Linked DNA regions of Mus musculus: region 1 is linked to region 2. The links are chromatin contacts, called in public ChIA-PET maps. All regions are on one chromosome and are shown on one strand. The core of a region is the stretch at or near the end of the contact, and the rest is flanking DNA. Distances in the headings are between cores, read along the strand shown.

Region 1 (3,817 bases), core at 575-3,074, 620 kb before region 2:
AATCCCTGACCTGGCATGCCTTGTTTTCATGTGGTAATAACCCAGGTGATGGGTTTCCTAAAACCAGACTTAAAGATTCAAAGTTAAGACACAGCCTCTTTGGGTGGTCTCATACGAAGATTATGGCTTCATCTTTCTCTGTCTAAGGGGACTGTGAAGATGGCAATAGTCAATACTCTGACTGGGCATATGACCCATCCTCAAGTGACATTCATCGCAGACCATACTGAGTTTCTATATACTTAGGTACCAGTCTAAAGGCAAACCAGGTCTAGCCTCAGTGAGCTCACATACTGTCCTCTGCCTGCTGCTGCGACAGTCCTGTTTTATGAATGAGGAGAGCGGTATATAAAGCTGCCACTTGCTGAATCACCCCAGATTGGTTAGCAAAGAGAATATTTCTAAGTCCCATAAATCCCACAAAAGTATCTTCTACAAGGTTCCTGGTAACTAGAATGAGCTAGAATTGTTTCTTCAGTCTTTCCTGGTGTAAAGCCAGAGCAAAAGGAGGAGAGGAAGGAGGAGGAGGAAGAAGAAGAGGAGGAGGAGGAGGAAGAGGAAGGAGGAGAAGATGAACAAGAAGAGGAGCAGGAAAATTAGAAGAAAAAAGAAGAAGAGTAAGAAAAGGGGGAGGAAAGACTAGGAGGAGGAGGAAGAAGAATTAGAAGAGGAAGAAGAAGAATAGAAAGAAGAAAAAGAAGAAGAGAAAGGTGAAGAGAAGGAGGGGGAGGAAGAAGGAGGATAAGAGGAGGAAGAAAAATTAAAAGAAAAAGAAGAGGGGGAAAAGAAGAGGAAGAAAAAGAGGAAGAGGAGGAGGAGGAAAAGAAGAAGAGGAAGGACCTAATCCTTCGAGATAAAACACTACCTATCAGGCATTAGCTACCTCTGACTTTTCTCATGGGCTCTGGCTGGCAGGAGGCATGTGAAATCACAACTAAGACAGTTCTAAGAAAAGAGAGCCAATAGATAGGGAATAACTAAGTAACAGTGTCTTGTCATTTAGACAGGGAGTGGCACACTGGGTGTTCTTACCCCCCAGAGTCTCATCTTTGTTCTTGTAGGTTCGACAGAGCAGGACAACTTCAATCCAGTACCAGTAGAGGAAAGCAGCTGCCACCAGAACGCCCACCAGCATCAAGGCCGTGCCGAGAAGGATGTATACAAACACCACTAAGGGAAACACAGAGATCTGAGCAAACACATCTAGACCAACACAGCCTATTATGTAATAGAAAGCCATGCTGCTATCTCTGTCATCTCAAGTCTGGATGGAATTTTCCACAATTAACTCTAGAGAGCCAGGTTGATGGGAAATTCCTGATGAGCTGACCTACGATGCTGAGTCATTTTACCTATTTTTGTTCCTACAAATGTCTATAGAGCTCATCTGTACCTTTCCTGTTGCCTGTTGTAAATTACATTTGCGGGTGCTCATCCCCATGGAAGTCTAAACATTCCTAGACTAGGAGTCACATCAGCACCTTGCACCCTCCATGACTCAACTTATAAATAAGGGATCTGCATAGGAAAGCTACCGTCATGGCACACTTACAGTGTCACACTATGGCCAGAGGACATTTACTCTGCTGGACTGTGTTCCAGTCATCGACTGAGCAAGTCCATGATTGGCCCAACCTCATCCCTGGACATCTTGCTAAGGATGGAACTGTTCCTCATGGGCATTTCTCAGAGTTCTTGTCATGGTCTCTGGAAGCCAGCAGGGGCAAATGGCAAAGAAAGTGATGTCTGCACACTGGGCTGTCCCAGTGGGTGGGGGTAGGTGGGGCTGGGGATTCTTGTAGGTACAAGAGGGATAAGTAGGTTAATTGAGTGCTTTAGGGAATGAGTAAGTGGGAAGGCTATATGAATGGGCAACAGCATGAACAGAAAGTCTGGGTGAGTTGAGTAATGGGTTCTTCTGCACACAAATTAGTTGTTACAAAGCTCAGGTCAAAGTCAGTTGTATGGTCATAGTCAAGGCCTTAAAGGAACTACCACGGCAAAGTGCTTTAGTGTCTGGAAAGCTTTCACAGCTAACACTGATGCTCTTTTTGGGAAAATGCCCCTTCCCCTTTCAAGAAGAACAGTTGTCAATCTCTGGGAACAAACTTCTAGGCTTACCCTCTTCCTTCTTCCTCAGCCGTATGGTCCGTGTTGTGTTCCCAATGGAGTTCTGGGCAAAGCAAACAAACTTTCTGCTGAGATCTCTCTGGGTAACTTCTCTCAAGAAGATGGTACGTTCAATGACTTCATTCTTGAAAGTGGATTGAATTCTAGAAAAGGAGGGGGAAATTCACACCCACTCAGGAAGATCAACTGCCATTCGTGAAGCTGTGCTCAGAAAGCTGACGAAGAGCCAGTAGGAATTTCTCGTAAGAAGACTGTAAAAGATCAGAGACAGACAGAGGAGGCTTGTTCTTCATCAATGGATGGAATCTGCTAAGGCTTTGCACTAAAGCACAAGTTACGTGTGGCCCTCCTCTGGACTTCACTGTAAGAGTCCCCCTTTGGGAATGAAGAATATTGATAATTTATGAACAGTCTCCCTCTGTAGACTGTTTCCTTCCCAAGCATGAAGCCCTAAATTTAATCCCCGGAGCACATGTAAAAAGCCAGGTGTGGTAGCGTGTACGTGTAATGCCAGCATTGGGAAAGCAGACAGAAGTGGATCCGTATGGCTCAGTGGCCAGACAGCCTAGTTCAGTCAGGAAGAAATTCTGCCCCCCACCCCCAACCCCAAACAAGATTAGTGAACTTTGAGGAATGAAAGATGAGATTTACCCCTAGCCTCCAAATGCAAGTACACATATGTCTACATACACCTACACACCTACACACCTACACACACACACACACACACACACACACACACACACACACATCATACCACACCACACCTAATTCCTCTTGAGGCTTGCTACCAGGTACTTGGCTGAGCACTGACTATGGACTCTTTAATCTCTTCCTTCCTCACAACACAAACTCTAAGGAGTCAGGATATGAACATCCTGACTTGGTAGTGTCAGGGGCAAAGTTCAGTGGAGGAAGAGTGGTGCTGGCCACAGTAGTGACATCATCATTACTGTGTGACTTTAGTATGTCCCACCTCCAGCCTGGCACCCAGATCTCTGACCCACCCAGAAAACTGACTTTCTGCATTTACTTAGTTCCCATTTTCTATGTCTGCATCATTCAGTGGTCACATTAAGGGACCATGTTCAGATGGGTCATGCCGCTGTGAGCCTACAATCAGTCCACAGAAGTTTTCTGCTTGCCACACATTCTGAGGTACATGTGGCTTCTACCTCATCTGTCCCTTATGGTGACCTTGAGAAATGAGGTTTTCTGTCATATACCTAGGAGATGGGGCCTCCCTCACAGAAGGCCAGAGTCACCTCGCCACTCCTGGAAAGCAGACTAAAATCCACAGGTGGGGTGGCTTGAGAATCTGGGCTCTGCCTCACTTCTCCTACGTAGAGTCTCATGCAGCATCCGTTTGAAATCCAATGTGTTCCTTGATGTTAGAACCTCTTGCTGAATGGCGTTTCCCTCAGTAAAATCTTTCCTTTACTGTTTATCTATACTTTTCAAAATATTACATTAGTCCAGTGAAATCCTTGAAAAACTAGAGAGAACATGCTGTGGATTCTTATCTGGAGGGGTTTCTAATACAGAAAATTGGTAGGACACATCTCCAATTGACATGTCTGACTGGCCATGATGGGTCCCAGATCCTTTGCTCTAGGATAGAGACTTACTTTTCTAGACATTGGAGGGCTTGGCTCTGAAGGTCTACAGTTTTCCTTTCAACTGGTCA
Region 2 (3,567 bases), core at 148-2,647:
ACCGAACTAAGAAGAAAGCACAAGAATAAACCTTTGTAACCTTGGATTAGGAAAAGGTTCTTAGATGTGATGCCAGCATCATAAGTAAAAAAGCATACTTCTTATTTCATCAAACATTTGATATCACCAAAATGAAAAGCGGACTTGGAAAATATATACCATAAAGAAAGTGCAAATACAATCCAAGAATACACAAAGATGCTGCACATTATAGACCCAGCAGCTTGGACAAACAGAGAATACTTAGGCAGAAAATTCGTAACTCATAATATCACTCAACTTAAGCAACAGGTGAAAGACTTGAAAAACACTCCCATAAAAATACTCAAAAGGCCAAAAGCAAGTGAAGACATGCTCACTGTCATTAGTCGTCAGAGACATTCAAATCAACACCACAGGACAGATAACAACCATGCCCATTATGAAGAATGACAGCTATCACACGCATTGGCAAGGATGTAAAAAGCGTACATTCCTAAACTGCTGTGGGAGTGTCACGAAACTACCCGCTCTGCAGTTCCTCAAAAAGTCAGTTAGCACAGATTCCTACAGCCCCAAAAGTCTACACAGGAACTGCACACACATGCCCACAGCAGCGTCAACCCTAGGAGCTCAAAGGGAAACATTAGCTGATGAGCCAGTGTATGGTGAATAGCTACTCAATGGAACATGACTACACAAAGGGGGACATAAGGTACTGACACCCACTACAACATGCTTGAACCCTGAAGACATCAGGCTGAACAAAGACAGTCACTGTGTGCTTCCACTTACAGGAAATGCCTAGAGCACCTCCAGCAACAAAAGGCAGAGGGCTAAGGTGCAGCTGTCAGACACTAGAAGGACCAGGACATGGGTCTGTGTGAAGGATGTCACCAGATTGATTGGCGGTGGAACTCTGAACACACTAAAACCCAGCCAGGTCTACAGAGTGAGTTCCAAGACAGCCAGGGCTACACAGAGAAGCACTGTTACAAACAGGCAAACAAAACCTAAGACAAAGCTCTTTCTAAAGTTAAGATGTCTCTTCTACATGTCACTACTACCATCAAAAACAGAGGAGTTGCTGGGCATGTTGGTGAACACCTTTAACCCCATTACCGGCAGGCAGAGCTCTGAGTTTGCATCAACGTTCCGACCAGCCAGCAGTGAGACCAGATGTGGCAAGACACACCTCACATCCCACACCCAGGAGGCTGAGAGAGGAGGAGCTCAAAGCCAAACTACACAAGATCTGACTTCAGGAGAAGGTCTGAAGAAATGGCTTGGTTAAGAGACCAGATTTCAGATCACAGCGCCCATGGAACAAGCCAGGCATCACCGCCCACATCAGCACTGTGCCGCCTCGGCACTGCGGCTTGATTCAGGGGAGACTACGCCTCAAAAGACCAGGAGGAGACTTACAGAGGTAGGCACTGATGCTATGCTCGCCTCAAACCAGCGGCTCTCAGCCTTCCTCACACTGCAACCCTTTACCACACATCCTCATTCTGCAGTGAATCGTAACATAACCATTTGATGTGCAGGAGATCTGACATGCTGAGAACCACAGCCCTACACATCTGCATCTGCATATGAACCACACACACACACACACACACCAAGTTGTTTTCAACTCGGAGAAAGGAAAAGGGGCAGAAGGGGAGACTAGGCATCACACAAGTGAAAGGCAGACTGACCCCTGACCTCTGGTTGCTAGGTCTACTGGCTCCCTTCAAACCTTCAAGCCATGACTCAAGAAGAAAGAAACCAAAGCAAAGACCAGCCTGCTCCCTCAGTGAGGAAGAGCTGAGAGGCTGGGTAGATTGAGAAACCAGAGGTAAAATTGGAATACAGAGGCTGCCCAGACATGAGGAACCCAAGGTCTAAAAGGGGGCCTGCCTGAGTTCAGCAAGTACAAATCAACACATGTATATAAGGAAACTATCTAAGGCAGAGACAAAACATGTACAGAAAAGAGATGAAGGAACAAAGCCAGTACTCGCATACTCACATACTGACTGCAGAGCTCACCAGACACTAAGCTAGTGCCAGAGACACTCACCAATGCTAAGTCCTACTAAAAAAAACAGAGAAATGGGTCCTCAATGATAAACTGGCTTTCTCCTACATAACTGAACTGTCTCTCAGACAAACTTCAAGAATACTTACAGGAATAATAATAATAATAAGAGTAACAGTAATAATAGTAATAACAACAACCACCACCACAGCACTAAAACACAGTAAAATTCATGGCAAGTGGCATCTACTGAAAGACTAACATTCTGGAAGTCGTAGCACACAGAGAACAGTAAGACTACTAAAAACTATGCAAGACTGACAGGTTAGAATAACATTGGTAAAGCAAACAATATAGCTATTTCTTATGTGCAAAAATTAGAGAAAATATAAAGCCTAAAAAATTATCAAAAAGATCCAAAATCTTTGATATACATATACATATACATACATACATATATATATATATATATATATATATATATTTTATACACACAGACACACACGTATACACACACTAATGTCCGAGATTAAGAAAAAACTAGATGAGACTACTAGCAAACACACCCATGGACGTAAGAACACAAGGCAGGTGCCAGAGATGCCTCAGTGGCTCAGAAGTGCACAGATATGGCCCTTGCAGAAGACCCAAGTTTGGTTCCCAGCACTCAGATTAGATAGCTTAACAAGCTGTCTTCGGTGGCCTCTGAAGGCACCAAACTCACATGCACATATCCACAAATACAAACATACACAGGGTTTTGTAAAACAAGTCCTAAGGGGGTGGGGTGGGGGTGGCCATGAAGCCTGAGCAACAGTGACCATCCTAAATGAAGCCCTGAAAGAGCCTGAGGAAACAACTTGGAGGGTGGGTGGGTGGGCAAGCAAGCTGCTGCAGGCAGATCTGGGGCTCATATCCACATCAGGAGTCCCAAGCCTAGGAACCAGGGAGGGGAAACAGGACAAAACCAGTTGTCTGAACCCAGTAAATCCACAGACAAATCCACAGGTACAAGAAGCATGCATATATAAGGGATGACCCTGTATGGCAGCCCAGAGGCTACTATGTGAAGCTGAAGTGAACCCTGATTTCATCAGAGACCCCAAGATGTTGGTGATGGCAGAGTTGTGGGATGACTGCCAAGAAGAACTGCAAACCAGGAACAGAAACAACCCAAGAGAAAGGCATGTGTTGCAGTCAACAAAGCTAAAAGGAGTTGGAGATCTGAAGACTTTTGACATCAGACATGGAGATGCAGAGATTGGAGCCTGCCCAGCTGGTCTCCAGTCGTACTTACGCACGCACTGATGCTCCTTCCTCCCTACGGGGATTGTAATGTAGATTCTGTGCCTCTGTATGTTGGAAGTATGTGATCTTTTTTTATTTGGACTTTTACAGGGGATTACAATTAAGAGATTGCCTTGAGTCTCAGAAGAGGTTTTGAAATTTGGACTTTTAAACAATGTTTTGACTGTAACAGCCTATGAGGAGTTTTGAAGTTGGACTGAATGCATTTTTGCATTACGATATGGCTATAATAAGCCTATGGGGACCTGAGAGTGGGA

Evidence for each region. ChIA-PET counts read pairs in DNA pulled down with a chosen protein or histone mark.
Region 1: an RNA polymerase II ChIA-PET map of memory CD8 T cells shows a contact between it and region 2, with 9 read pairs. The contact joins two enhancer-like sites. A contact is called at or near these places in 8 of 39 promoter capture datasets (the 3T3-L1 cell line, 3T3-L1-derived adipocytes, the HPC-7 cell line and 4 more) and 1 of 115 datasets of contacts at active chromatin or transcription factors (memory CD8 T cells).

The regions. Positions count from the first base shown.
Region 1 is chr1:40,540,343-40,544,159 of GRCm38.p6, reverse strand. Il18rap (interleukin 18 receptor accessory protein) reads right to left here. Exons shown (of 13, transcript NM_010553.4): 10 at 2,122-2,273; 11 at 1,033-1,170. Among named protein-coding and RNA genes, the nearest start is that of Il18rap, 27 kb to the right of the region's middle. Within about 2 kb of position 1,824, at least 22 of the 459 cell types and tissues checked have an H3K27ac peak or open chromatin away from gene starts, as enhancers often do. A contact at or near this core is called in memory CD8 T cells, where this site is marked.
Region 2 is chr1:39,915,916-39,919,482 of GRCm38.p6, reverse strand. All of the region lies in intron 2 of Map4k4 (mitogen-activated protein kinase kinase kinase kinase 4), which reads right to left. Among named protein-coding and RNA genes, the nearest start is that of Map4k4, 17 kb to the right of the region's middle. Within about 2 kb of position 1,397, at least 69 of the 459 cell types and tissues checked have an H3K27ac peak or open chromatin away from gene starts, as enhancers often do. A contact at or near this core is called in memory CD8 T cells, where this site is marked.